Linked DNA regions of Mus musculus: regions 1, 2, 3, 4, 5 and 6 are each linked to region 7. A link is a contact called in public ChIA-PET, Hi-C, HiChIP or PLAC-seq and Micro-C data. All regions are on one chromosome and are shown on one strand. Each heading gives the region's core, a stretch centred on a gene start, on an enhancer-like site or on the middle of the called end of the contact. The rest is flanking DNA. Distances are from core to core; before and after follow the strand shown.

Region 1 (2,700 bases), core at 19-2,518, 340 kb before region 7:
ACCCATCTTATGTATTAGCAAAGTCACCAAGCTGTACCTGGAAATACAGGCTCCTAACATGAGGTTCCGTTGGGCTCTGGGTCTAGGATGTAGGCAGGATGAGACTTGAGAGGCTGCACAGGGCCATCCTATGCCAGAGGACAGAAAGGTCTTTTCCTTGTTTTCTCTGTATCTGGTTTATTTCGTTAACAATGCCCCAGATGCTCATCTCATGGAAGAAGTGTCTGCAGCTTCCTACCCACAGCAGCAAAAAATCAGAGGCATTCCTCAACAGTTCAATACGATTTCTAGTTAAAGAAGTCACAAGTTCCAACCAGACCCAGCCACTGGCGGGGCTCCAGAATCAGTCTACATTAACTTACGACCACTAATGAAGAATAATTAACAGCTTCAAGGGAGCCTGGCACACCCTGTGTTTAGAAGTGGTTAATTATGCATTGTCTGCACAACACCCTTTTCATACTCTTTAAGTTTTGGGTCGCAGTTTTAAACAAGGAAATATGGCATCAGGCGAAAAGCCAAGTGGCTGTGCTCAAAGCCTCTGTGAGGAGAGCCCCTGGGGCTGCATAGCCACTTGCTAAACCTCACCAGATACAGAGCCTCTGGCACTTTTGCGCACTTTTCCAGAGTCCCCAAACTGCTGCTAAAGGGGGGTGGGTAGCAGACCTGGTCACCTTAGAGAGTGCCCAGTAGAGCATCAGAGAATGAGAAAGAGACTTCCTGAAGCTCCTGGCCAAACAGGAGCTGACTGCATCCAAAGTTCCTGTCCATGTCCATGATATACCATCATGGTTGTGGGGAGCAGTGGATGGAAAAAGGACAAGCCCCTGCTATGGGCATGGTGCTCACCACAGTGGATAGCCACCAGCACTTGGTGAGCAGCACAGTAGCTTCTCTGGCCCTGTTTACCTTATGACTATACTCTTAATTAGCCTTGTAACTACAGCCAAAGTATATCCCCCTGTGTCTCAGTTTTTTAACCTAGAAAGTGGGATGTGCTCACCTCTCTCTGCTCAGGTCAGTGCCTTCAATGGAGAGTCACAGGCAGCAGGTGTCAGAGCCTCAGCAATTATATCACTATCCTGCCTTTCTTTGTAGCCAACTCCCCAATGCTTCCTCCTCACCTTTGGATAGTCTAAATAAACAAGTACTGTCCACTGCCGGCAACCAAATCCAGTGTCTACCCCCAGGCATCATTCAGACATCATCACCAACAGTAAGCCTTCCCAGCTCCTCCTGGAGGCCTCCTTCATGCTGCAGAGTCTTGTAGCTGTCCATTCCTGCCTCAGCTTTCAGGCTTGTTAGTGGGTCTCCCTTGGCAGGCTGGGAGCCCTGAAGGAAAGGGCATATGCTCTGAAGAAGAACCTGCCACGTGGATAGGTGGGAGGGGCTGCTGTTGGCTTGGTCTTTTACTCTTGGACCATGTGGCCCTTAGTGCAAACCTGAGTTCGACATAGCCAAGGTCCTTAGTGGGCTCTCCAGTGATTACAGCACAACATCCAGCCTTGATGACGTCATGTGGCTTTTCTCATGTCCTGAAGACCCTCAGTTCTTTCAAAGTCCTTAGGTTTGACCTGTGTTTTGCTAGCAAAGCCCTTCAGACATGCCCCCCCCCCCCCCCCTGTAAGAGTTCACTTCTGGAAGGTCCACTCAGACACAGACACTCTGTTCTGCCAAGGCTCTGATCACATGCCTTCTACAGCTGACAGAATCTGCTCCTCTTCTTCTCATGGTCTGAAGCTATAGATAACTGAAAAAGTCTGTCTCAGAACAGAGAGACCTGAGTTTTAATCCCCAGGCCACACGGACACAGCTCTGTGTTTGTGTCTCACTTATCTCAGCTTCACGAAGGGCTGTACTGTTTTTTTTTTTTTGGGGGTGGGGGTGGGGGTGGGGCTGAGATTAACAACAGTATAATGCTCCACCCTCATTCTAAGACTCAAGCACAGGTGTTCCTGGGCACACAGGGCATTCGGTTCTGGAGGGACACACATAACCTAAGAGACAAAAGTCTCTCCAGCTGTATGTACTGTGTGTGCTGAGACCCTGATGCAAGCACCTACAGCTCATGTGGCTGGAGTAATCAGATGCAGGACGGGCCTCACTGCTTGGCACTCCCCCAAGTATGGAGACTTCCTTTCTATAGTGGCTGTGGGACCCTCAGCATCCTCTTCCAAGAAAGCCCTCTAGGAGTGGAAAGCAAAGCTTCCACACTTTCCCAGAACTGCATGCATACTAATGGCCATGAACTTCACAGAGTGTGAGATCAGGAAAAAGTAATTCCCCCCAGAGTGGATGAAATAGTTTGTTTCTTGAAGTTTGTAATTACAACCATTCAGATGTCCCTGCCATGACCACATGGCACTCTACTGCAGGACACAGCACGAATAACTTGAGCAGAGTGTACATGGAGACCACACACACACATACACACACACACCCCATTTAAATACTTTATATATACTTTCCAAAGATATAAAGACTCATAACCCCCCACACACATACTCATAGACATTCTCATACATTTATCCACTCATACACACACACACACACACACACACACACACACACACACAGGCTTTCAGCCCCTGCAGTCCTTGTCAATGTGGGAAGCAACACTCAAATCCCACTTATTACAGCTGTCAGGTCCAACTTCCTGCTGATGGGGAAATGGGCTCAAAAAAAAAAAAAAAAAAAAAA
Region 2 (2,700 bases), core at 139-2,638, 380 kb before region 7:
AACCTCTCTACTCTTTGTTTCTTCTTTCTCAGGCCTTGACTAGTAACTGCTTCTGCCTCCTGAGCTTGCCATGATGGGCTGTGCTTCCATGGTGCCAAGCAACCACGGACTGAAATCTCTACAACTATAAGCCAAAACAAGATAGTGGTTACAGTACTGGAGGGCTGGCCTGTGTGCTAATATTAAGTATTTGTACCTTTGGAGGTAAGGGGGGCGGGCACCGAAGATCTGCTGGTCCCTGAATATACTACCTCTGACAAGGATGAGCCAGGGAAGGCACAGAAACACCCTGGAAAGGGCAAGGAGAGCTGGGAACAGAAAAGAGGAAGACTGGCCTTCCACTGAAACATTCTACTTACACCTGTGTGTGTGTGTGTATGTATATATGTATGTACACACATATATGTATAAGTATATATCTCACTATATATCTGCATTACTGTTTTGTTTTGCTTGTTATCCTCTGTGTAGCCCTGGCTGTTCTCAAACTCAGAGATCTGCCTGCCTATGCCTCCCAAGTACTGGGATTAAAGGCATGCACTACTACACCTGACTTGGATATATTCCTGCTGTTTGTTTGTTTGTTTGTTTGTTTGTTTTTAATCTGTTTGCAAATGATAAAATTCTGGGGCTGGAAAGACAACTCAGTGCTCTTGAAGAGGATATGGGGTCAATTCATAGCACCCACATAGGGGCTCACAACCGTCCTAACTCCAGTCCAAGAAGATCCATGAGTGCCAGGCATACACACAGTGCACATATATACATGTAAGCAAACACTGATACACATAAAATCAATGTAAAAATTTACAAGGAAAATAGCAATTTCTGATGTTGGGAGGTACGGTGCCTAGGCCTGCTGTGACACAGGCTTAGGATGACTGCCTGTGACCTCAGTATGGAGGGTGCCCCTTCTGAACCCTATAGTTTCCTCTACCAAGTGAGCAGGAAGCATAAGACAAATGCCCACCTCACATTGCCAGTCAGAACCTTCTCAGCAGAGGAGCTAACTGGGTGTTGAAAGAGCCCCTGAGGAGATGAGAACAGCAGAGCTAAGGGTCAAGGGACCCAAGTGATTTTTGAGATCCCCCCAGCTCCCTCAGGGACACTCCTATCTGTTTTTCCCATGTCCATATCCTGCCTGGAAATACTTATTTCATGTTTCCTGTCTGGGGTTACCCTGGCAACAGCTCTGTCATCTGTCTGGGTTGGAGGTCAGTCCTGTGGCATGGGACAGATGACCAATCTGTAGATACCATGTGGGTCTGAGATGATTGGGGCAGAGCCTCATGTTGGGCAATCAAACCTACTCACCCAGAGAATGACCTAGCCTGGATCCTCTCTTGCTCTGCTCCTTCTATGTACAGAGGAAGTAGGGGAACGGATGAGAGAAAAACCGCAAGAAACAAAATAGTGTAACTCACAACAGTGCAGATGCTAGCAGCACAGGAAGTGTGTGTAGCAGAAGCCATCCCATCCCTCATCTCCCGCCCCCTCCCTCTCACCTTTCCATCATCAGCAAGCATGTCTGTGCCTTCTTCCTGTAGTTAAAACAAGGCACTCTGCAACCAGTCATGGCCTGTACTTTCCAGCCCCAGTCTACCCTTTTAGCTCCTTCTTCTAGCCAGTATTGTCCCGTATGTAGAGCAATTTTCAAAAATCGACTCTATCCTATCCCACTCCTGCTCAGAACTCCTCTATAGCTCCCTGTGCTCTTGAGATAAAGAGGTTCCTCACCCAGCCCCATCTCCAGCAGCTTTTCGACAGTCAGGCTAAACTTAATGGCTTTGAGCACACACTGCTATGCCATGCCACCATGTGTTTGACCTTTGTAGTCTTCTGCTTTATTCCATATGCAAAGAAGTCTTCAGATCAACAATAGAAACTACGATTCAAAAAGTTTTCAAGTCCAGTTCACATAAGTAGCTCAGAGAACAAAAATGCAAATAACCTATAAACATACAACCACACATACAACTTCACCAATAAAGGCAGAGACTGCACAATGGTGACATACTGTTAGCTTCTGGAACATGCACACAACTTCCTAAATGTTTGTTAGCTGTGTCCAAACCCATTAGATCCATTTCCAAAGGTATCATCTCCTCTACACATCATTTTCTGGGCCCCTACTGTGCCCAGTACTTCTAGGACACAGATTTGGGCAGAAGGTCTGCAGATGATAGCTACCAATAACAGGAGCTAGGCAGCCACACTGACTAGCTGAGGGTCTGCACATATGATAAAGGGCTCTGGGGCTAGGAAAGCACCCTATTCATCCTGCACAAACCCTGCAAACCTAGCCTTAGAGAGGGCAGCAGTGAAGTTGGGGCAAGGGTGCAGGGCTTGCGGCTGCAGCAGGAGTCAGGCCAAGGGGCTGCTATGCTGGGGAGAGGAGGCGCTGCTGAGGTAGGGCGAGAAGCAGCACCTGGATGGAGGGCAAGGGGGCAGACATGGCCATGTGCTTGCAGCACGCAGGACTTTCTGTTACTTGGTACCTACACGCTGTCCTCACAGAGCTCCTAGATGGTGTCCCCACATACACCCACAGAGGACAGTAGCAGGTCAGGGGCTTTCCTAACTAGGTTCTTTTTTTTTAAATCACTCTTTGGCCTCTCTGTTAATTTGGAGCACAGTGCATACCATGGTGTGGGACACTTCCCTTCCCTAGTCTGAACCTCTACCTTCCAGCTAGCTCTC
Region 3 (2,700 bases), core at 23-2,522, 410 kb before region 7:
GACAGGACCAGAATCACCAGTGCGGCCCAAAGCTCCATCCAACACAGGTCACCCACTGAACCCAAGGCCCCAAAGCTCTATCTACTAAATCTGCCTCAGGGCTGGGATTTAGACCTCAAGGTCTGCAGTGCTCAGTATCTCTGGCTTTCGGATTCTGCCTCATAGAGCATGCAGGCCATGCCTCCCTCTCCACCCTAGATGAATGGCAAGTCATCTTGCTGGGTACACCTTCCAATCCATAGGCAAGGCAATTCCTCTCATCTCTGTGTGCTTTTTAGCAGCTATTAACAGCACTATAAGCACAAGAGCCTGTGGACCATCATCACTTCCTTCTGGTCTGACCTATTCTCGCTCAACCCTGTCAAATGCTCAACAGTTCTTGGCCCCGTCACTGCGATGTCTGCATCCCTCTCTCTTTTAAAACTAGTTTTCTCTGTGGCGAGGAAGTGAAATTAACTACTCCTGTCCAGCAAGACATTGTCCCTGAATAAGCAACACGGTCCTGTCCTAGTATTGGGGAGCCACACCAGCCTGGATGTCAGTGCCACCACCTGTCAGCACTAGTTTCTGTGCACCTCTACACACTGGCATGTGAACTGGTGTCTTCTGTCCTCAAGGCTACCCCACAGCCACCTGCCATCGTCTACATTTTATAAATGGGGAAACTGAGGTACAAGATGTGATTAAGTCACAGAGACACCAGAGAGCATAGCTGAGGCTATAGGGCACAGGTGGGTGGTCTAATAATATAACAAGTCTGCTCCCAACCAATAGGCTGAGCATCCTCATCTACAGGTGACCACAAGGATCTTCACAGAAACGGAAACAGAAAGCCAAAGGGGGAAATCAACAGCCAGGGAGGGCTAGGCCTTTCTAGGTGGCCTCCTCTTGAGGGAGAGGTGGCCCTTCAAAGCCTATTAATAAACACACAAACAACAATAACAAAACCCATTAGAATAAATGACCATTATAAGCACTGCCTTGTAAAGGCTTAGTGGGACCATGAGCTCTGGTCCACATGTTCTGCCTGTATCTGAGTGCCCACACCACCCAGCTTCCAGTCAAAAGAGAAACAGAAGTACCAGGTACTTCTTTTAAAGAGGGTCCCTGGAAGAATGGATTCAGGTTGCGGACAGAATCCAACCCAGCCTGGGCAGCAGGCAATTTGGGGAAACCCTTTCTGTTTGTGTGCACGAGAGGCTGCTCCCAGCTGGGGCCTCTTCCAAATATTCCAGTTTATTAACCATCCTCCTCCCCTCCCGGGGATTAAGTTCACCGCCCACAGCCATCTGTCCTTTCATGTCAGAAGCCACGGCTTTCCTCGCCATGTGGAAGCCGGCATCGGTCCCTCAGTCAATCGGGATAGTCAGCTTTTGTCCCTGGCATCCCCGACCATACATAGCTAGAGCTGGGGCTGCATACAAGATTAAAGTTTTGTTTTTGTTTTTTAAAGAACAAAGTGCTACCCACATACCCCTAGTAGACTCCAGAGAAGTGATTCTTGTGGTCTGTGGGGGGAAAGAGACTCCAGGAGAGCCCGACACACTGTCACTGACCAGAGTACAGGCTGGGGCACTTGGGAAGATTTTGGAAATCTAGAAACCAGGCGATACCAGATCTATTTACACTAGTGCCATTTTGCCAGACATGAGTTACCCCAGAGGAAATAGATTCTGGCTGTGGAGCACACAGGCCCTGAAGCCAGGCAGTCAGGGTGCAAATCCCAGCTCAGCCCTCCCTGGCTGGCGATTCTGTATGGCTTCCTCCTTATATCTGAAATAAGGGATAGAAGCCTGTACTCCTAATTGAAAACAACACACACACACACACACACACACACACACACCACCATCACCACCACTGCTGCTATGCACAGCTATGTGGCTATTACTGGGCTGACCTTTGAACAGAAAGGAAAAGGAAATCCAGTGAGGCTTTGTCCGCAGAGGCCCATGAAAGCTCTACAGAGTGCCTTCAGTTCAAACTGAGCTGTCACTGTGTCGAGAGACCTTGCACCAAGATTATAAAATGTGAAGGAAGCCACTTCCATGATGAGCAGAGAAGCTGTGGCCACGTTCAAATGGCACAGACAAACTCTAAGCAAGTGGCCTCAGAGAGTGTTCCCATGCAGGGTCCCCAAACCAGCCTTCAACTTAGAAGAAGAGAAGATGGTAGGGACCATTTTAATCCAGCAGTCTTGCTGTGGAAGGGAAAAGCTGGACAGTGACTGTCGAAACCACTCACTGGGCTTCTGTGGGCGGAGCGGCTCACCCCACCCCACCCCCACTCACAGTTGTAGTCTCATTTCATGGGTGGGACAATCAAGGCTCAGGGAGGGGAGGCAACATACCCAATACTGCTCAACCAAAAGGGCTAAAGTGACATACTGAGTAACCATGGTTCCTCAGTTAATGTCATGGGAATGAAAGAACACAAACAGGCAAGCCTGTGGCTAAGTCCATCTTGGGTCAACCTCTTCCAGGTTGGGAGAGCATGCCATCCCTGTTCACACCTGTATTCCTGGATGCAGTGGTCAATCTGATAACAGGGCCAGGTGCTGTGGATCACTCAATAAAGGTACCGCTATCAAAGCCAGAGTTGGGACTGGCCCAGCTGGCACCATGCCATATTTTCCCCATAATTGCCATCAATTTTCTCTCTGCAGCAGCTCCCGCAGTGGATCAGCCAGATCCTCTAAGG
Region 4 (2,700 bases), core at 78-2,577, 460 kb before region 7:
ATCTGTCACCAGTTCCACAGATGACCAGAATAACTCGGGTCATTAGTGAAGGCCCTAAGTGTATCCTGACAGTGGTAAATAGAAGTGTAGACACTCAGTGCCTCAATGCCATAGCTGAATAACAGGCAACAAGGGACATCAGTAAAAAAAAAAAAAAAAAAAAAAAAAAAGCCTATGCTTTCCAAGCTAGTTCTGCTGTGTGACTTGCAGGCCCAGGCACATCCTATGAAGACAGGTCCCTGTCTGTAAAACAACACAGGATCACAAGCTCTCATTATCCTGATCCGATAACATATTGAATTAGGAACTCAGAGAAAGACTGAGTATGCTTAGAAGCCTGGTCCCTAGAACTCACCCACTATCCTCGGCTTGTCTCTAGGACACATGAAAGATAACATGGGAGGAGCCCAGAGCCCTGGCTAGCCAGGAGAATACAGGACACTGTGGAGAGAGGGAGGCCCCACTCCACCCTACCAGATAAACTGGGCCTTCCTTTGAGTTTGTTCCTAAGTGTCCCTTTAAAAAGAGTGAGAGTGTACCTAACAGCCATGTCTTTTTCAGAACAATCTCAAGTTCATGGTTGACTTACCACTAGCTCAGAGAGAGTGAAAAAAAAAAAAGCCGGCATATTTAATGTTACCACTCCAACTATTTGCCAACAGTAACACTGGTGTATTTTGTAAATGTACAATACAGAGAGCACAGCCCCACACGACTGGTGCCAGGTCACATGCAGCACAGTCCCCCTTCCTTGTCAGACAGTGTTCTTTAACTGAGGACAGACAGTACGTGGAGCATAAGCAAGGAACTCGGGGCACTGTGAAGCGGGCAGCTCCTCGCCAGCTGGCCCCAGTCAGATACACTATGGTGATCAGTTCTCTTTCTGCGTAGATGACAAGAGAAAGATGAGCCATGCTGACAGAGGATGGGGCGGGCGGGTCCAGCCACCGTGAGACAGAAGGCTGACCTCCATGTTGCAGGATTTGCTCTCTGCACAGATACAAAGTGCTCAGTTTGCAGATCTGCTGGTACGTGACCTCGACGATGGTGACACGAAGGGGAGGGAAATGGGTGACCCAAGCAGGCCAGCAGAGTGGTGATGGGCCAGAAGGCTCCTGATCTCTCTTGTGGTTGGGCAGGCCCCGGTGGCTCACAAGGTCCTAGACGCAGCCCACGGTCAGGCGGCAACTCCTTCCAATCTGAAAGGGCCTCCGCGCAGGCAGAGGCCACAGGCAGTCCTCGGGTCCTAGGCTTAGGAGCACAGCACTGGAGGCTGTGGTGGCTGGAAGGGCTGAAACTGTAAAGTACAGCCCGTGGGTGACTCAGGCACAGGAACATGGGCAGCACGTGGCCCCAGGGGAGTGCATGGTGTCACACATGGAAGCGACAAGAACACAGCTGGGGCATGTGAGGCCTGGCAGCTCACTGGACCATGAGAGGCAGTGGGGGCTTCACCTGGCCAGGGCCAAGCACTCATTGGCCAGGTGCAATGATGACACAGGGGTCACGAGCACATGGCTGCATGGAATTACAGTGATTGCTGTTGCCACTCAGAACACAACACGGGACACACACACCGCCCTGGGCCGCCCAGCGCTCACGCCACCCGCCTGCTGGGGCTGGGAACTGGATGAGGAAGTTATGGAAGATGAGTGGTCGTTGTGTTGGGGTGGAACCCCTCTGCCACGTGGGCCCTGGGAGGACTGTGGGGGAGGGGGAGCGTGGCTCACCATGTACAGAGGGAAGGAATGTAGAGCGTGGGAGATCAAAGTTATGGCAGCCAGTATAAAGTGTCTAGGGATCTGTGGGGCTGAGGTCCTGAGACAGCCAGCTCTAGACTGGTTGCCCCAAGTACTAGGGTAGAGTTGACTGCACTTTGCCTAGTTGCTTACTGGAGATAACAGCAGTTATAATACTGGTTACTTAGAATAGTACTCTGTTAATAAAATAGGGGGCTATACAGAGCAGAGTGGGGTATTAGACAGTCAGGTGCTGTGTTACTTGGCACAGTGAGTCATGAGCGTGTAAGGTTTCAGCCAGGCTAGAGAGTCTCTTTGTATGAAAATATGGAAGGATCTGGGTTTGTTCTAGCAGGGTTTTTTGGTCTACTCACACATGTATCTAGATTGACTTCCTGCCACCTAAGTGGCAGTCCTTAGGAGGTCCCTAGTGCTAGCTTTGTGGATGAAATGCTTATCTTTCACACACAAACACTACCTATACAGTATGTATATATATATATTTATATATTTATATATTTATATTATATAAAGTTTACTTACGTATTTCATCACCCTTATCAGGTCTACTTATTATTATATTATTATTTTGCCCACTGCCAATAACAAAACAATAACACAGCCAGTCTGGGGGTTGGTTCTGCTTTGTCTGACTTTTCTATCTTATGTTTTCTTTGCTAGGATGAGTTTTCAGATGTGTGTAGAGTGAGGGGCTGAGGGCTGACAGGGTGAGAGGCAGTTCCACTTCTCCTTGGTCAGCGCCATGTCAAGGCCAGTGGTGGCTGAGGTCCAGCCTTGGGCCAAGGGAGGACTGGGTGCCAGGGCTAAGCCAGAGAGGGAGCTCTGCTCCATGGAAGGCAAGCCCACAGGCCCACCCAGGCTATGAGGGCAGAGGGAGTGGCAATAGCGGTGCCCTGGGCTGGTCTGAGGCTGGTGCCTAGTAGGCCTCTGTGTGCCTGGT
Region 5 (2,700 bases), core at 191-2,690, 510 kb before region 7:
GTCTAGTGGGTGGTGACCTTGTCCTGCTCTCTGCTCTTTCTAGTCGGCTATCTCTGAGTTTCCCAGAACTCACGTGTTGCCATGTTGGTAGTGAACCTCCTGTTGTCTTTTCTGCCTCTCCTTTTCACTGTCACAGGGCTTTCTGGGTCAGCCTTTAATCAAAGGGTTTGTGATGGAGGGATCAGGGGCTGAGGTCCAGGGTTCTCTTCAAGACTGTGACACCAGTTATTGCTTTTCCCTGTTCTAGTCAGACCTAAGATTCTGCTACCCCCCACCTGCCCACAGTGCCTCAGTCTGGGAATCAAACTCGTTAAACCTTTATGAAACCTTCAAAAGTATGGGCTAAAATAAACCCTTTTCTTTGTATAAGTTGATTTTGTTACAATAAATGAAAGCATATCAACATGGAGTTCAAGGTTCATGGATGGCTATTCCTGGTGACGCCTCCCTCCTACTGTCTTTCTATGTCTCACCTGCATGCACACAGGGAGAATGAGCTGGCAGGGTCTCTTCCTGAGAGGACTCCAGTCGCATTGTGACTGCACCCTGTGACTTCACTTGTTCATTGCTACCTCTTACATAAGCTGGATTGACAAATGCAATCACTTTGGGAGCTTGGAATTCAGCACTATATTTTGACAATGTAAGCCATCCAGTCTGTAAATTCTCCTAACATGTGGAACACTGTCATCTGTTTTTGTTTTGTTTTTCATTTGCTGGGGACAGAATCCAGGAACTGGGCTTGCATCTCCCCGGGCCTTGCCCTGTCATACTTTTTTTGTGTTGTATTCTTCAAAACTACTGTCTTACAGGTCTTGCACATCCGGTTTCTGCAGGTGCAGTTGGCAGCTTAGAATCCAGCCAGGGCTCAGGATTCTTGAATCAGCCAAGAGCCATAAGTGGGGGCACGGGATAGATTGTAGGAGCTGGTGTCCACTGAGGCTCACCACTGCTGGCTGAGTCTTCCAAGGCTGTATCTTGATAAGAGTGAGAGGATCACACATGTTGAAGGACAGAAGAACTTTCATGACACATACACAAGTGTTCAAAGGTGAAATATTCAGAAATGTCAGATTGAAAACTGAACAGGCAAATGTGTATCCTAAGGGAAGCTGGCCCTTGCAGTGTGCTACTGGAGGCTACTCCGTCGCCCAGCCCCGCCCCCGCCCGTGGCCCCGCCCGTGACCCCGCCCTACTCATGGTCCTGTTCCGGGGTCTAGCTTCTTCTTTCTTGGCCCCACCCCAAGCGGCACCGCCTCTGAGGCGTGTCATTGGGTCCTTCGGCACCCAGGGAGCATCCCTGCACACCCCACTGCTCGATCAGAGAGCTGTCCTGACTAAAAGGCTTTAAAAATTGGGTTTTTCAAGCGCCACCTCTGTGGATTGGCCCCGCCCACAACACTCGCCCAGCAACCCTCCCCTCCTGTGGCCCCGCCCCTCTGTCTGGACGCCTAGGCAGGGCGGGGCTGGCCCGCCTGCTGCCCTTCTCGCTTCCTCCCGCCGCAGGCCTCCACAGTGTCCAGCGCGCGCCTGGCCGCCTCGCTTTCGCCGCCGGCCGGGAGAGGACCGGTAAGCGCGGGCAGGAGCTGGACTGGGAGCCGGGGAAGCCAAGGGAAAGCGGAGCGTCAATGGCCCTCGGGATGGGGCGTGGGGCACAGGATCTGTCTTAGGCACACTGGGCGGGTCAGTTTGTGGCATCCTCGCTCCAAAGGTCTGCAGGGACCCGCCCCGCTGATCTCTCTCCCTCTGCCTGTGATGAACCCCAGAGCGCCTGACTCTAGGGGTTATGGTTAACTCCTTCAGCACCCCGAGATCATCCTTGACCACCCTAAGGCAGGCTCAGCGAGCTGTCCCTGCGCTCCAGGTTGTCAAGCTAGAGGTTGTTCAGACTTGAGAAGATCCCTCAGTCTACCAGATCCTTTCTATAAATCTTTTAAAACTCAGGTTTTCAAACTGCTTCTTCGCCACGGAGACCACTTAGAGACGCAGCCATTCCAACCTGACCCAGATATCTAGATGAGCTTGCTCTGCTTCCTGACGCTGGCTGGCCTCATGCTGGTACTATGGTAGCTTAAGAACCACGACTGTAAAGTAGTACAGAAGAGCCTGGAGTCAGGCCAAGTGCCCTGTAAGGAAAATATACTATAGAAGGGTATAGTGATCTCCCCTTATTGCAGGGAGTTACAAACATGTTCCCAAAGAGTGTCTGAATCCTGGAATGATATCCAGACATATAGATTGTTTTCCTAATATACATACCTATGGTAGAGCTTAACTTGTGAACTAGACACAGTAAAAGATGAACACCCCTAAGGTAGGGCAGGTGTAATCATATACTGTGATACAATTGTCACCATCACTATACTTGTGCCATTATTAAGTAGACTAAGCGTTGCTTGGCCAACAGCTCAGCCACCCTAACAACTGTTGAGAGGGTGACTAGCTGATGGGCAGCATCTGCAGCATAGATCCCTATGCCGAGGAGTGCTGCATGTTCTAGGAGGGACAGTGTAGTGTTAACTGAATCGGTCCACCATGCTGCTCAGAACTGAGCACAAAACCTACAAATTCTTTATTTCTAGAAATGTTCTCTTAATATTTTTGGTAGTAAGCAAAACCTCTGAAGGTACCCTAGGATAAAGGGTCTTACAGCGCTCCGTTCATACTCTGAGGTGGATGGTATTTTGCTCTCCCAAGGTC
Region 6 (2,700 bases), core at 30-2,529, 320 kb after region 7:
ATCAGTCTTAGAGAATAGATATGAGGGACAGGATACTAGAATCAGACTGAGAGAATGGTTGGGTGTGTGCCCTGGGGAGTTAGGTCTGTGTGTTTGTGCTGTTTTGCCATTCATCCAATGATGGACACCCACACTGAGTCCATGACTTAACAAGTGCTGTACAGGAGTTTATATTCCTTCAGGCGTGGCACAGTCCTGGGCAAGTTATGAAAGGAGTCAGATTAAATCTCTAGATGTTTTCAGGAGAGGCTGCCAGCCCTAACAGCTGCCACACATCCCTCCATATACACCCCCACCACAGATGATGGCTTCTGTGTAGTCCAATGAGAAAATTTTCTTCTTAGGGTACTTTTTAAAACATTTTTGAGACCTGTATAATTAGTCCATTTGTGTCATGAGAAAACTTCGTTTCAGCTGTTTGTTTTTTCAATAAGATGACTTTCCTTAACAGGCAAAAAAGCAGTACTCATCTTTATTATTGATTTGAGATAGTATATATATATTCAGGAAAGTTGTCTTAATTTCACATTAATTACATACATTGCTTTCCTCCTTTATCTTTATACATAAAATAGGCTGTTGATATATCTTGAAGAATTTTAAAGGATATTAAATGTTTGATTAAAAAAAAAAAAGGAGTTCGTGCTGAATACCTGTTCTCTCAGCGAACACTCACTCAATCACAAAGCAAATGTCAGTGTTTCTTCTGGAAAAAATCTTATCCAAAGTTTACAATCAAAATTACAAATGGATGGGATTAGCTCTTAAACATACTAAAAGATGTATCATAGATGTAAAACCAACTGTTTTACAGTTTTCGAGCTCACTCTCATGTGGTTCCACATACTCTGGTTCCAGGAGTTAGTGCTACGGGGCCTGCTCACTCACCCCACAAAAAAATGAGCGATAAGACTGAGGGCGGGAGGTCATTATGAGCTGGTCGCCCGGGAGGGCGAGTTTGGACCGTGCAGTACCTTGCTAGCTGAACAGGACAGGGTTAATGTCTAGAATATACAAAGACTCAAAAAATGAATACCTAGAAGTCAAGTGATGGGCTACGGATATGAGAATACAGTTCTCAAGAGTGTTCAAACGGCCAGTTCCACCCGAATATGAACCGACAGCTAGAATGCCAAGGTAGCTGCACGGGACCTTCCTGCTAGACTGAAGCGCTAGCAATGGAGAAGCTGGGCGGAGCCTCCAGTGCAGTAGCGGCGACGGCGCGGTTACATGACGTCATCCTGAGGCGCTGGCCAGTAGCGTCATCAGTTTGAGCCGCTTTCCTTGCCTTGGTCCCTGAGAACCGTCTTCCGACCCTTCCTCCTTCGGTGCTGACTGCTCCCGCGGCTCTTTACGCTGAGATGTTTCACTGACTTCTGCCTGAGATCTGGAAAAGGAACACTGCCCAATAGATGAACATGTGTGAAAAATAACTTCCAAGGAACATCATGGTACTAAGTATCAAATGGAAAGGGAAAGCGAGCAGGCATATTTCTGCCATGGCAGAAACAGCTCTCATAGGCTTCAGAAATAGCCTCCTCCCCGCCGCACCCCACCCCCACCCCCGAGTTCGTCTTCCTCCTGATGCGGGAGGCTTGACTCCAGGTGTTGTTTAGTTTCCTTATCAGTAGCACGTGATGGGGTTCACATATCCACTGCCAGGTCTAGTGGTTGCTGCTTGTTACTAATCCCGAGGCTATCCTCAGATCCCTCATCTCTTCCGCTTTCTTACAGTGCGCAGGGACTGTGCTAAACAGAAAACTGTCAGTCACTGCGGGAATGTGCCTCCCTGATCGCCGCGATCGCCCGCTGCCGCAGCTGTTTCTCCTTCACACGCATAGGCTCCCTGTCTTGCATGGGAGGGAGCAGACCCAGGGGACACCAGACCAACTTGAGTTCACATGGGTTGACTATCCACACCTCTCTCCTCTGTCTTTGGTATCCCGTGAAGTGTGCTGTGTCTCCTCTACCCTGTGATTCCTGTTCATCTCAGGAAGCAGCTGAAAGGGTCAGGAAGGTCCTGGGACATTAAACTACTGTTTGGATGATGTTTGTCTACACTCATTTTCTGGGGAATGATGCGGCTGCCAGACCACGTTAGTGGTCAACTGTCAGGAGTCACATGTGTCCTGAGTCCCTGTGGCCTGAGGGCTCCAGCTATCCCTTCAGTTCTTGGCACAGAGATGTGCTCATGACTGCTGAGCAAGGACAGCTCACAAATCTGTCAGGTTCGAGAGCTCTTCTGCTTGACCCCCTCACTACAGAGGAGGCATCTGGGACCTCACTGCCTCTGGATGTACATCCACTATCCCTCTTCCCAAAATCCCCACAATCACACCTGGACTCATGCTTCAGGTTTCTGTCCAAGGGCTCCAGCTCCCTTATGGCTGGTCCTGTGATGAGGCAAACCATCGTGGTGGCTGGTGAGCAGAGTGACTTGTCTTAAGGTGGACAGAAAGCAGAGAGAAGGAAGGGACCATGATCAAAACATACCCATACAAGTCACTTACTTTAACAAGTAGGCCTACTTTTACTAGTTCTGCCATTTGACAATCACCATGTGAAATATCACCCTAAGTAGTTGTATATAGCCTGTAACTCAGGGCCCACAGGCATAACAGGAGCTATGAGTATTATCCAACACATCTGTACATACTGTCAATCACGATGTCGAGATGTGAATGGACACCCCTGGAAAAT
Region 7 (2,700 bases), core at 110-2,609:
CCCCTTGGGTAAAGCATTTACTCCAAACTGCAATGGAAAGACTCTGCCTCTTCATACTCCAGAGGCCAACCTAAAGACACTCCAGACTGACCTCAAAGCGGCACTACTGCCTCAGCCTCCCTAGTGAAGTAATTATAGAGGTACAGTGCCACCCCCTATGAGGCAGACTTTTAAAACAAATTAAATTTGAGAACTACATATAGCAGAATGTGGCTCTGAGCTCTGGGCATCATATAGAACATTAACACACACACACCTAGCTAGTTAAGCCTTAGCCTAGATCAGTGGTTCTCAACCTTCCTAATGCTGTAAGCCTTTACTACAATTCCTCTGTTGTTGAACTGTACTAAAACCATAAAATTATTTTGTTGTTACTTCATAACTGTAATGTTGCTACTGTTGGAATCATAATGTGAATATCTGACAGGAGGCCCCAAACTGGGTTTTAACCCACAGGTTGAGAACCAATGACCTAAACACATTCTTAAGGAGGCTGGCAGCAAAATGTAGCCTGAGAGAAGGAAGGGACTATGTCGCACTAGTGAGGGTGTGGGTCAAGGGTGTGACCTGATCACACCCTACTCAGCCTGCACCCAGCAACGAGAAGTTCTCCCTTCATCTGCCTAGCCAAAGGCTGGACCGCAACACCCTGCTGGAAGCCAGGTCATCAAGGCAGACCCTACTCCACCAGCATCTAATTCCTTTGCCTCCCACTTCTGAGCTGGAAAATGGTCCTTTCATCCAAGATTTAATGACTCTCCCTAAGTGGCTTAACGGGTGTGGTGTGTCTCCCACAGACTCCTTGCCCAGGTCTCTACAGACACTCTTCTCACACCAGTCAGGCGCCAGGGGTGAGTCCCACCTCCCCCGTCTCCCACAGACTCCAGAGCGTGGCTGCTCAAGCTGGAGCTCCTCAGGGCCCTGACAGCTGGGGACCGAGGCCACGTGCGGCGCTGCCCTCCATGGCCCGCGATCACAGCCTCCTCTTCCCGCGCAGCCCAGACGCGAGTGGCCCAGGCGCCATGCGCAGAGAGAGAGCGCGCGCGCCGCGGGGTCACGCGGGGCCGGCTGGAGCGAGCACGCCACGCACCTGCGGCCCAAGCCCCCTCCCGCGCGCACCTGCCGCCTCCCGCCGGGCCCGCGCGCCTCACCAGCGGTAGCAGCCCTCAGAAGCTTCCAGAGTGAAGTTCACGCGCGTGGCCCGCGTGAAGGGCAGCAGCACCTTGGGAATGTTAAGCTTGGCGGCCGCGGCGGGACCCACTACCTGCAGCAACAGCAGCGCCCAGAGCGCCGGCTGCACTAGTGAGGCCCGCGCCATCCTCCCGGCCTCGCTAGCGCCCGGGCGCGCGCTCCCGCGCCCTCCACCGGCGCGCGCTGGGTAGCAGGTGGCCGCGTGGGGCGGGGCGAGCGCAGTGATGGGCGGGACCGGCGGGAAAGCGGAGAGCACGCGCCTGGTGCTGAGCCCCTAGAGCGCGCCGAATCCTGCGAGCTTTTTCAGCCCCGGAGCCCGTAGCGCGTGGCCTAAGGCCTCTGCCGCGCGCCCGTCTCTGGTGGCAGCCTTCCAGCAGGCTCGCTCTTGTTCATTCCGCCTTGTCTGGAGCCTCTGGCGGTGGAGCCAGGACATAGCACTAAGACAGGCGCCCTAGGACAGTGTGGAGCGCTCACTGATTAACACCCCCCCCCCCGCCCCCTTTCCAAAGCCACACTTCCCCAGGGGCCAAGAAGGTCTTGAGATATTCCGGGATCAATCCATCAGCAGGACAACACTGGGAACTTCCTGTTAAACAGCCCCATGGATGCTCCAAGGGAAATATCCGAAAGGTTAGTGAGGGAACAACACGTCCCTGAAAGTAGACGGTGCAACCTGACTTCAGCTGCACTAGGACCTGGATCGACCAGCGGGATCTGGAAGAAAAGTGACAGGCTGATGTCATGCATAAACAAAGACTTGAAGCTGAATTTCAGGCCGGCTGGGGAAGCCTCCTGGAGGAGAAACTCTCTGGAATGGATACTAAGGTCTCGCTGGGTTTCTGAGAGGCCACCATTCCTAGTCTATGTAGTTTTTGTTTGTCAGTTTGACACCAACTAGTGTCTTCTGGGGAGAGCAGCCTTAATTGGGAAAATACCCCCATCAGATTGGCCTGTAGACCTGTTTATGGAGCATTTTCTTAACTGATGATTGATGAGGGAGGGCCCAGATCACTGTGGGCTGTGCCACCTCTGTAAAGGAGGTTCTGAAGTGTTAAGAGAGCAAGCTGAGCAAACCATACGGAACAAGCCAGTAAGTTGTCTTCCTCCGTGGCGCTGGCTTCAGGTCCTGCCCTGGTTGAGTGCCTGGCTTCCCTCAATGATCCAGTGTGGCTGGGATAAGGAAGCCGAATAAACCCTTTCCTTCCTAACTCGCTTTTGCCTTGGGACATTTGGATACAAGGAGGGACATTTGGAGGGCACCCTCAGGCCCTAAGGACCCTGGACCAGGAATGGGGGTGAGAGGAGCTACCCAGAAGAGGACAAGTCTTCCAGGCTGGGTACCACGTGCTACAGGAGGAGGGAAAGTTCCACCATCCTCTTCCAGGAAATAAAAGAAAAGCAACGCTCCTCCAGGGTGTCTGTGCAAACTCTTCCTGCGCGTTCTTGGTGATGCTTCATTGTTTTTAGTTTCCAGCGCTGGAGATCACACACCCGGCTTCACTCCTGAGC

Evidence for each region. A called contact is a pair of places that touch in the nucleus more often than the background predicts. ChIA-PET counts read pairs in DNA pulled down with a chosen protein or histone mark. HiChIP or PLAC-seq counts read pairs in DNA pulled down with a chosen protein or histone mark.
Region 1: a contact with region 7 is called in an H3K4me3 HiChIP or PLAC-seq map of the SCID.adh cell line, with 16 read pairs. The contact joins the enhancer-like site here to the promoter of Nup210 in region 7. A contact is called at or near these places in 1 of 39 promoter capture datasets (embryonic stem cells), 9 of 115 datasets of contacts at active chromatin or transcription factors (the SCID.adh cell line, bone marrow-derived dendritic cells, embryonic forebrain and 4 more) and 1 of 9 other capture datasets (adipose tissue).
Region 2: a contact with region 7 is called in a Hi-C map of natural killer cells, with 5 times the contacts expected there. The contact joins the enhancer-like site here to the promoter of Nup210 in region 7. A contact is called at or near these places in 1 of 39 promoter capture datasets (embryonic stem cells), 2 of 15 datasets of contacts at CTCF or cohesin (both in embryonic stem cells), 14 of 484 Hi-C or Micro-C datasets (CD4 T cells, CD8 T cells, the G1E-ER4 cell line and 8 more), 18 of 115 datasets of contacts at active chromatin or transcription factors (astrocytes, differentiating embryonic stem cells, effector CD8 T cells and 6 more) and 2 of 9 other capture datasets (embryonic stem cells and liver).
Region 3: a contact with region 7 is called in an H3K4me3 HiChIP or PLAC-seq map of stem cell-derived neural progenitor cells, with 16 read pairs. The contact joins the enhancer-like site here to the promoter of Nup210 in region 7. A contact is called at or near these places in 2 of 484 Hi-C or Micro-C datasets (embryonic stem cells and muscle stem cells), 7 of 115 datasets of contacts at active chromatin or transcription factors (astrocytes, embryonic stem cells, memory CD8 T cells and 2 more) and 1 of 9 other capture datasets (adipose tissue).
Region 4: a contact with region 7 is called in an H3K27ac HiChIP or PLAC-seq map of embryonic stem cells, with 3 times the contacts expected there. The contact joins the enhancer-like site here to the promoter of Nup210 in region 7. A contact is called at or near these places in 1 of 39 promoter capture datasets (neural stem cells), 1 of 484 Hi-C or Micro-C datasets (embryonic stem cells), 5 of 115 datasets of contacts at active chromatin or transcription factors (the 230-238 cell line, embryonic stem cells, fetal liver and 1 more) and 1 of 9 other capture datasets (embryonic stem cells).
Region 5: a contact with region 7 is called in a Micro-C map of the G1E-ER4 cell line. The contact joins the promoter of Slc41a3 here to the promoter of Nup210 in region 7. A contact is called at or near these places in 2 of 39 promoter capture datasets (embryonic stem cells and liver), 1 of 484 Hi-C or Micro-C datasets (the G1E-ER4 cell line) and 2 of 115 datasets of contacts at active chromatin or transcription factors (embryonic stem cells and pancreatic cancer cells).
Region 6: an RNA polymerase II ChIA-PET map of memory CD8 T cells shows a contact between it and region 7, with 27 read pairs. The contact joins the promoter of 1810044D09Rik here to the promoter of Nup210 in region 7. A contact is called at or near these places in 3 of 115 datasets of contacts at active chromatin or transcription factors (effector CD8 T cells, embryonic stem cells and memory CD8 T cells) and 1 of 9 other capture datasets (adipose tissue).

The regions. Positions count from the first base shown.
Region 1 is chr6:90,778,608-90,781,307 of GRCm38.p6, forward strand. The region is part of intron 1 of Iqsec1 (IQ motif and Sec7 domain 1); the gene reads right to left. Among named protein-coding and RNA genes, the nearest start is that of Iqsec1, 30 kb to the right of the region's middle. RefSeq lists an enhancer at 1,888-2,700. Within about 2 kb of position 1,269, at least 3 of the 459 cell types and tissues checked have an H3K27ac peak or open chromatin away from gene starts, as enhancers often do. A contact at or near this core is called in the SCID.adh cell line, where this site is marked.
Region 2 is chr6:90,739,528-90,742,227 of GRCm38.p6, forward strand. All of the region lies in intron 1 of Iqsec1 (IQ motif and Sec7 domain 1), which reads right to left. Among named protein-coding and RNA genes, the nearest start is that of Iqsec1, 69 kb to the right of the region's middle. Within about 2 kb of position 1,389, at least 108 of the 459 cell types and tissues checked have an H3K27ac peak or open chromatin away from gene starts, as enhancers often do. A contact at or near this core is called in CD8 T cells, effector CD8 T cells, memory CD8 T cells and 4 more, where this site is marked.
Region 3 is chr6:90,710,404-90,713,103 of GRCm38.p6, forward strand. The region is part of intron 1 of Iqsec1 (IQ motif and Sec7 domain 1); the gene reads right to left. Among named protein-coding and RNA genes, the nearest start is that of Iqsec1, 98 kb to the right of the region's middle. Within about 2 kb of position 1,273, at least 50 of the 459 cell types and tissues checked have an H3K27ac peak or open chromatin away from gene starts, as enhancers often do. A contact at or near this core is called in muscle stem cells and stem cell-derived neural progenitor cells, where this site is marked.
Region 4 is chr6:90,659,729-90,662,428 of GRCm38.p6, forward strand. It overlaps Iqsec1 (IQ motif and Sec7 domain 1), which reads right to left. Exons shown (of 14, transcript NM_001134384.1): 14 at 1-2,700. Among named protein-coding and RNA genes, the nearest start is that of Slc41a3, 56 kb to the left of the region's middle. Within about 2 kb of position 1,328, at least 28 of the 459 cell types and tissues checked have an H3K27ac peak or open chromatin away from gene starts, as enhancers often do. A contact at or near this core is called in embryonic stem cells, where this site is marked.
Region 5 is chr6:90,603,440-90,606,139 of GRCm38.p6, forward strand. Slc41a3 (solute carrier family 41, member 3) reads left to right here and starts at 1,441. Exons shown (of 11, transcript NM_027868.2): 1 at 1,441-1,569.
Region 6 is chr6:91,439,708-91,442,407 of GRCm38.p6, forward strand. It overlaps 1810044D09Rik (RIKEN cDNA 1810044D09 gene), which reads left to right and starts at 1,280. Exons shown (of 2, transcript NR_038153.1): 1 at 1,280-1,451; 2 at 1,735-2,048. 4930471M09Rik (RIKEN cDNA 4930471M09 gene) reads right to left here and starts at 1,147. Exons shown (of 3, transcript NR_045980.1): 1 at 654-1,147.
Region 7 is chr6:91,115,467-91,118,166 of GRCm38.p6, forward strand. Nup210 (nucleoporin 210) reads right to left here and starts at 1,360. Exons shown (of 40, transcript NM_018815.2): 1 at 1,152-1,360. The coding sequence starts at 1,318. It overlaps Gm30364 (a long non-coding RNA gene), which reads left to right and starts at 1,755. Exons shown (of 4, transcript XR_003956467.1): 1 at 1,755-2,700.